Regions from separate parts of the Oryctolagus cuniculus genome. Here region 2 is linked to region 1. The links are chromatin contacts, called in public Micro-C maps. All regions are on one chromosome and are shown on one strand. Each heading gives the region's core, a stretch centred on a gene start, on an enhancer-like site or on the middle of the called end of the contact. The rest is flanking DNA. Distances are from core to core; before and after follow the strand shown. Region 1 holds the start of CYRIA (CYFIP related Rac1 interactor A). Region 2 overlaps CYRIA (CYFIP related Rac1 interactor A).

Region 1 (4,270 bases), core at 645-3,144:
CACACAGCAAATCTCTCGATTTCAGCCCGTTTCTTTCTCTGCCTTGTCACAGCCTGGGCTGGCAGCCTGTGTCCTCCTCAAGCCTGGGAATGTGGGTCCTTATTCTGTCACTTAGCACAGTGTCTCGCACTTGGCCAACGCTCAATCTCTCTTAAAAATAAACACACCAAACTGGAACGGTTCCGTTGACATTTAATTCGATTAAGATATTAAAGCTCATTTTAGTAAACTTGTTTTGGGAATGAATGCGTAGGAAATTCTACCTCAACCTCAATTCTACCTGCCCCCACCTCGATGACAATCTAATTTCACTGTCATCTGTACCGCAATGACTTCTAAACTTGTTATTAGTATCACTGAGGAAAGACCATTTCGTCTGATGATTGTGTCTGAGGAAACGCTTAATTATTAAAGTCCACACTGATAATTAGGAAACCCTGTGATTTTGCGATGGGGCAGGCACTACCATGCACATAGGCCTCCATTACTTAGAGAGGAGCCATCTCTAAGTGCGCTCAAGTGAAACCTACCACATCAAATAGTGCCCGCTCACCAAGCTACGCTGTGTCATTAGAGATGTAGGACTGTGGGACGAAGCTCCTCCCGTGGCCTGTGATGATGTGTTTTGCCGGGTTAGTGGCTGGTTTGGCTTTGCCCTCCCCTAGGCCTTGCTGGGTTTGAGGCAGACAGAATCAGCCATTTCCAAGTGTGTGTGTGTGTGTGTGTGTGTGTGTGTGTTTGAGGGGAAGGAGGCCTGGTTTAGCTCAGGCCAAGAAGGATTTTCTAAAAGGACCACTTACAGATAAAATAAATCTTGGCGGGGATTGACAGCAGAGGCTGGGCCAGGGCACCAGGGAACCTTGACAGACTGGGGCGAGAAGGAGAAAGCCCTCATTCAGAGTCTAAGGACCCCTCCCAGTGGGAGACTGCTTCTCTCCAACCAGGCCGTGCCCTTCTGCCCTTGACTGTGAATTCTTGCCAAAGCCGGCAGAAGAGTTCATGCAAACCTTCCAGGCCCTTGGATGGTCTGGACTCTCCTAGCCCCCCACCTGGAGCTAGATTTCAGAAAGGGATGGAGCCTTGATGTCTCCTGTGCTCAGCACCTGGGCCTGGCTTCCCTCTGCTCCCAACCCACTCACCCGGGCTGGCTCCACTGACGCCGCCTCCGGGGCGCACTGCCTGCACAGGCGCTGGGCGCTGAATAACTCTTTCAGGATAGTCCTGCTGATGGACTGGGAAAGGAAGCAGCTACAGCCGGGGTCTGCGAGAGCCTTGCCTCCCCCAACAGGAGCTCTGACTCACAGCCTGTTTGGCACTGCTCGGTTCTCTCTGGCTTCCTGACTCTCCCTCTCTCTAATGTAAAAAACCTCCATGGCAGATGTTTTAAAACAATGCTCATAACCATGACGCTGTAATCCACCATCCTCTCTTTGCACCATAGAAACATTTTTAAGTGTTTTTGCAGACTTACTCTGTTGGAGAATCCCATTTTTAGGGCAGGCTCTTGGGGTGGTCCTCCCTGGGGCTGGGAGGGGCTGGGAGCAAGATGGGACTCGCACAAGGGCCTGCGGAGGTCTGGCAGGGCACAGGCGCACGAGGTGGAGGGTGGGCGTGCAGCTAGGGGATTTTACGCCCACCCGCTTTTGGAGGGGAATAGTGGGGTCTGAAGGAATTCGCTGCGGACCAGCAGAAGGGGCTTGGTGCGCAAGGCCGAGTGGCCAAGGCGGACGGAAGGGCCGGCGCACCGTGCACCGAGATGGGCAGCGCCAGCTTCCCAGGCGCAGTGGGCAGAGCTGGGCCGCGCCGGGTGACAGCGGGGGTGGGGTCCCCCGGGGCCGGGGCGGGGCGGCCGCGGCGGGGCGGGCCGGGCCGGGGGCGGGGCGGGGCGGGGCGGGGCGGGGCTCGGCTCCTGCGCCTTCTCGCAGGCTGCGGCGGCCGCGGGAGAGACGTCCACGGCGGCGGCGGCGGAGCGGGCGGCCGAGCAGGGCGGCGGCGACTCGCGGTGAGCGCGGCGCGGAGGGCGGCTGTGGGGGGGTGGTCTTCCGGCCGAGGGGCTCTGCGGCGCGGGGCGGGCCGGTCCCTGACCAACCTTGCCGAGCCTCCCTGGCTTCGACGCCCTTGCAGCCTGCGGGGAGGGAGGGAGCGCGCAACACCGGTCCCGAGCCCTTCCCGGCGGTCCGCGGCCAGAGGTCTGACTGTGCGCGCCACTGCCGCTCTCCTGGAGGACGGCTTCCCGACGGCGTTGCTTCCCCAGAGCGCCCCCTCGCCCCTCCACACTGCCCCCCTCACCCCATTAACCCAGGTAGCTGCTTTCCCTTTCCCACCGCCAGGGGCCCGGCTCCCCACCACTCCCTTTTGGCCCTCCCCAGTCGGTGCACACCTGGGCTCTCGGCTGCCACCTGCCCCGGACGCCCTCAGCCAGCCGGCCAGCTGCTGGCCCAGGACCCTGCCTCCTCGGTTCCCAGAACCCAGAACCTGAGCCCTGAGCTTCTGGAACAATTTGACCCACTTCCCAGAAGGCTGGTCTCAGGCCAGCTGTGCTTTTTGGTGGAGACACCTGTCCCTTTTGCCAGTGGAAGGTCCCAGATGAGAAGCCGCTGTCACAATGGGCCAGCTGGTCCCTGAGTCCTCCTCCAAGCGACCCTGACTTTCTGGCCAGTGTTCCCAGAGACCAGGGCCAGAGGCTTTGTCATTTAAGGCCTCCAAGGTTGCTTCCCCACCTCACCCCACCCCCGACCCTGGTGATCCCTAGAATTTCCAAGCCACTGTGTTGGGGCAGAGGGTTTGGTGCTGATGGGACCACCTTTCTGGGTTCTGGTCCTCGCTTTAGTGCCAGGTCTCCAGGGAACCCAGGGGTAGGGTCCAGCCACTGGAGCTCAGGCCCTCCATCCCTCCCACAGCCCTGTGGCCCTCCCTCCTTGTCCTGCCGGAAACTTTCCCCTCTGTCACCATCTCTAGCCTCTGGATGAGGTCTGTGCCATCTGCATAGCATCCAATCCCCAGTGCAGCTGGGCTGGGACCAGATAGGGCAGGGGCTTGCGCTGGGCCGCAGGAGGAGGGCGGCCCCGAGCCAGATCTGGGCCTGGGGGCTGGGGGTATTAGGGTGGATGGTTGCTGGCTTTCATGGAGCTCCGAATGGGCTTTGAGGGCTGGCTCTGCAGCAGAGAGGAGGCAGAACAGGGGCTGTTTTTCCTGCGTGTTTCTGACTGTCTTGTGTTGCTATGGTGACAGTTTTGCCTCCCTTCGTCCTCCTGACTCTTCTGGGAGCTGGTTTTTATTGGTCTGTTGTCCTGTCTTTTATGGCTCTAATTTCTCCTCTCTACTTGCTCCGAAATAAACAGTCATAAACATGGGCGCTGGGCCCAGGCTGGGGGCTGGCAGGGCTTCACCTCCTGCTGGCCCCGGGCTCCTGGGAAGGGAGAGTAGGGCAGCCAGGCTGGACCACACTCCCTCCAGCTCGCAGCTTTGCGAAAGGACTGGAGCATCCCAGGCCAGGGCACGCAGCGGGTAGCACACCTCCTCCGTGCTGAGAATGGATCCCAAGTGTGGCTGGCAGGGAGCTCGGCGGGTGATTTCCTTCTGTCGTCACAGAAGCGCTGTGGGCAGGGACTGTCCCCATGGTGCAGATGAGGAAACGCAGCCCAGAGCAAGTGAGCGTTTTCACCAGGGCTGCCCTGGCTTTAGCACCATAGTCAGCCCTCCGTTGTCAAATGAATGGACAGGTGATGGAGCTGGCAGACACACGCTGACCTGCTGGACTTCCCACCCTGCCAGGCTCTCTGCTCCTGCTCGCAGAGAGCCCACAGGGCCTTATTTGGTCTAGCCCCCTAAACTCACCCTCCAAGAGGCTCATGGGCAAGGCCCCCGGCATCCCCACCTCTTGTGTGTGCCGGGGGACAGCAGTGGAAGTGAGCTGCCGGGGAATTAGGGATTGTTTCTCAAGTCGTTCCTGCACCCTTGACAGTAGCTGTTGGGGACCCACGCTGAAAGCAGAGTAAAGCCACTTGTGACTTCCTGTTTTCACGCAGCACCAAGAAGAATTGAGTTTGCTCGTACTCCCAGGGCCTAGCTGCAACCGGATGAGCAGGACACCAAGCACCCAGCAGCAACCTTCCTCCCCGAGCCAGCCTTGGACAAGGAGTTCAGAGCTCTCCAGGGCCACGGGGTCACCCACTGTCAGCTGTCAGGGACACGCATGACGCTGGTCCTCTCTTGCTGGTTATTTTTCCCTTTGTAGAGCTCTTCTCTTCCAACTGCCCTTTCTCTCCCT
Region 2 (4,123 bases), core at 657-3,156, 42 kb after region 1:
GCTCAGCTTCCCCGTTTAAAGAAATAGACATTTATTTGAAAGACAGACAGAGCTCCCTTCTGCTGGCTCAATTACCAGATGCCTGAATGCCTGCAGCAACTACAGAGCCAGGAGCTGGTAACTCAGTCTGGGCGGGTACCTGAGCCATCACCCTCTGCCTCCTAGGATGTTCTTCAGCAGGAAGCTGGATTGGAAGCATAGTAGTCAGGACTGGAACCAGGCACTCCAGTAAGGGGTGGACCATCCCAACTAGCAGTTTAATAGCTCTTTTTAAAACTGGATAATTACCCCTGTGCTTTGTAACACTCTCAAAATGACCAAAGAAGGTGAGGGCTTACAGCACTCTTTGCTGGTTGTCAGGTGCTGCAGAGGTTCAGTCTTAGAGTGTGGCCAGTGGTGTTAATCTTCTCTCGCCGTGGGCTACAGGGAAGGCAGACTGCCCCGGCCATCTGGAGCTGCTGGTGACAGGAGGAAATGAGTGTTGGTGTGAAGTGAGGTTCAGCGGCTTGTGGAGACAGAGATGGGCGTTCTATGTTCCTTCCCCTACTTGATCTCTTGTCCCTCTAACAGACATCTGGCCCATGGGTCACTCACGCAGCAACACAGCAAACCACCAGCAGCCACTTCAAAAGCTTGGACTCCTCCCAGAGTTCTGCTTACTTTTGCTGCTCTGTGTTTCTTTGAGTGATAGGGATGTAATTTATAGAATCCTGGTCAGAACCCCGGAAGGTTATTAGCTGTAGTCCTTGATGGAGCACTGTTTGTGATCATGTCTGTAAGGTAGGAGGAAGTCGGGTGATGGTGAGAGTTCAGTTAGGATCCATGTGTTCAAATGTTCCTCCAAGGACAGAGCCTGGTGGGTGACACCGGAATTCTCCCAGAAAGTCTTCAGTGATACAAGTTTTTGGGCACCTTGCCTAAGTCATGGCTTCTCATTAGCTTCCCAGAGGCACAGCGGATCTGGGGAAACCACTGGAATGGGGACTGGTATCTGGGGACTTGCCTGTTAGGGGACTCTCCACTCTGCATGCCCTGCCCACTCCCGCTGCCCATCAAGGGGCTGGGAAGTGTATCTTCAGCAGTGTTAGAGTATTCTTAGGCTGTAGCTACTGGAGCTATGCCTTGGAGTGGTGTTTCAGTTTACACTGTGACTGCCATCCTAAAAAGATGTGCATGTGGACTTGGAGAGATTCTGTATGTCTCTGTTAGGAAGTAGAGTGGACCCACGGACAGGAAGCCATGGCAGAAGTGCCCTAGATTCGTGGTCGGGGGAGACCAAGTGTTCTCTTGCACTGGTTTTGTGGTAGGAGGCAGTGGGATTCTGGCTGGGCCCTGTCGGAGGAATTGGTCACACACACACACACACATGAAAAGCATGCTGTAGCTTTGAGAGCACTTGAGAGTAAAGCAGGCTGAGCTTGCTCTCCCTGACCCCTGACCACGTCAGCAGCTTCTAGTGTCCAGATGCCTTGTGATACACTTGGCCTTGGCCTCGGCCAGGAGGGGAGCAGCTGCTCTCACCCCACAGCCCCTCTTTGGGAATCCACTGCTGTCGCTGTCCACACCCCGGGGCAGGGCATCAGCCCCATGTGCGGCTGTGCTCTCTGGGTGGGAGGGGGAGACGGACTCTGGGCACCAAGGCTGAGTCTGGAGAAGATCAGATTCTCTGCCCCGGTGCCGTCGTGACCCGGTTGCTCGCCGCTGTGCATGTTGGCTCAGAGACCACGTTTGCTTCGGGCCAGGCCGGGCCGGGCCGGTTCAGAGTTGCTGTGTTTTCTCGATCATTTCCTTCCCTCCTCCCCCCTTCACTTCCTGTTTGCTTTTCTTCCTCTTTCTCCACCCCCACCCCATCCCTCCTGGCATGCCCCTTGCTGTCTGAGAACAGGAACAAACCCAAGCGAGAGCGAGCAGTTGTTGATGATCACGACTTCCTGACGTGCCCTCTCCCTGTGGCTGCTCAGAACCAGGACCAGCCCTGCTGCCTGCCAGGGGCCACATGAGCCCCAGCAGGGGGGCCTGGCAGGAAGCCTTGGCCTTCAGAGCCCCTGTCTGAAAGGCAACCCCATAGAAACAATCCTTGAGGGCTTTCCGAAGACCTTTCTGGTGCATCCGAACGTCGGGAGCTCTGGACAACTCCTAGAGCCTGGGCCTAATGACTGTAGCCCCGTCAGATGGGCACAGAGCAGACTTAGGATTGTGGACGCTCTTCTGGGTCTGCGTCATATTCTGTGTGCGATTTTGCAGAGCAGCCTGGCTCAGCAAAGCGTGGTGTCCTGCTCTGGGGAGAAACAGACTTAATGGTACCTCACAGGGATTTTTCACAGACAAATGAGGGAAATATTTTATAAAATTCACAAGGCACGCCTTCACGGATATTACTGGCTTAATAAGTGTGAACTCCCGTCTGTTTTTCTATGATTTGATTTTTCTGCTCAGAGGAGTGGCCGTGCAAATGTACAGTAGCCAAAAACAAAAACAAAAAAAAAACAAAACCAAAAACACACAGTCCCGTAATAAGTGCTACTCCTGGGAACTGGGAAGGGAGCTCATGTCTGTTACTATGTTTTCCTGAAACATGGGCAGAGAGACAGAGACAGAGAACCCTCTGGGCCCACACATGCCTGTCACTACGAGATGGAGGCCCAGCACTGTGGTCACAGGTCAGCATATCCATAGCAATATTTCTCCGATGGGAAACAGAAGAAGCTTCCCAACCACATGCCAGAGGTGGACTGTTTTACTCATTTAGCTCCCAGGGGTAAAACTACAAAAAGTACAAAAACAGCAGTCTGGAAAAAGTGCCACCTCCCTTTTTGAAAATCTGGTTAAAAAAAAAAATTTTTTTAAAGGCTTCCCATTCAGGGTCAATGGTCTGTTGTTCGAGAACTCATCCTGGGATGTCTTTTGAAAAGTTCCAAGGGCCCGGGAGTCAGGGACCTGTTCCAATCTGGATTCCACAAACTGTCAAATCCTTGAATGAGGCGCTTTCCTTCTGTGAGCCTCAGTTTCTCCAACTGTAAAATGAAAGAGTTCAGCAAGATTTTCTCCTAGGGGTCTTCCAGCCTTCGTCATCTGCAACCCTGTAACTCTCTGTTCTCCCTAGAAAAAATGTGTGCGAAGGAGGTCGCCCCTCCGAGTGACGAGACACGCTTTCCCTTTTAGCAGGCAGTCCCTGGCGAGGGCCCGGCGGGACAGGGAAGCTGCAGTTCTCGAGGGGCCACAGTCCTGCTTCGGGAGCCCACTTGGCCTTGGCCTGACAGCTGCTCATCTGCTTCATCCCATCAGCCTGGATTGGTGAAACTGAGTCACAAGAGCTATTTCCAGGTAAGGAACTGCTGGCTGTGGCGACGGCAGATAGACAGCAACAGCCAGCATTGTAGTGCAGAGTGTGTGTCACGTGCATGCTTGGAAGTTTCCTGAGGATGGTCATTTTGCCAGGTTTGTCATGTTTGGTTAGCAGCCATGTCTCCTGCCAGCACGCACATCTAAGGACAAGGAGGCAGGAAGGACATAAGTAATCTTCGGTGTGCGTCTTGAGGCAGCTGTAATTTCGAGGTGTGATTAGCTGTGCTCTGGTTGGAATCTGTGGCCCTCCTGAGCCTTCAGTGTCTTCAGGCAGGAAACAGCAGAACTGTGTGTCAGAAAGCAGATTCGAGCTGCGGCTGTGGGATCCTTCTGCCTGCAGAATCCGTGAAGAAGCACCCCAAGCAGAGGGTCCTCCCATTCCTCTGCTGGTCAGATCTGCACAAGCACGGATGCAGTCCTCTGGTTGTCGGCCTGAGATGGAATTTAGCTGTCCTGTCATCTCCTGGTGGAGACCTGGCTGTGATGTTGCTAGAGACAAATGCTTTCTGTGCAGTTATCCAGGGCACTTGAGGTAGACCAGTTGCAGATAACCGTTCCTGTCTCTCCCTTCAGTGACCTGGTCAGTTCTCTCTGGGACTGCTTCCTCTCTCCCTCCTACCACCAGCCGTGGACATTTGCTTCTTATCTATTTATTTATTCATTTATTTGAAAGGCAGAGAAAGAGAGAGAGAGTCAGAGAGATCTTTCATCTGCTGGTTTACTCCTAAAAAACCCTCTAACAGCTGGGGCTGGGCCAGGTCAAAGCCAGGAGCCAGGA

Evidence for each region. A called contact is a pair of places that touch in the nucleus more often than the background predicts.
Region 2: a Micro-C map of ear pinna shows a contact between it and region 1, with 2.9 times the contacts expected there. The contact joins the enhancer-like site here to the promoter of CYRIA in region 1. A contact is called at or near these places in 3 of 6 Hi-C or Micro-C datasets (ear pinna, psoas muscle and an unstated tissue).

What each region holds. Positions count from the first base shown.
Region 1 is chr2:186,081,675-186,085,944 of mOryCun1.1, forward strand. CYRIA (CYFIP related Rac1 interactor A) reads left to right here and starts at 1,895. Exons shown (of 13, transcript XM_051840141.2): 1 at 1,895-2,002.
Region 2 is chr2:186,123,180-186,127,302 of mOryCun1.1, forward strand. CYRIA (CYFIP related Rac1 interactor A) reads left to right here. Exons shown (of 13, transcript XM_051840141.2): 3 at 3,166-3,324. Among named protein-coding and RNA genes, the nearest start is that of CYRIA, 42 kb to the left of the region's middle. Within about 2 kb of position 1,907, at least 3 of the 8 cell types and tissues checked have an H3K27ac peak or open chromatin away from gene starts, as enhancers often do. A contact at or near this core is called in ear pinna, where this site is marked.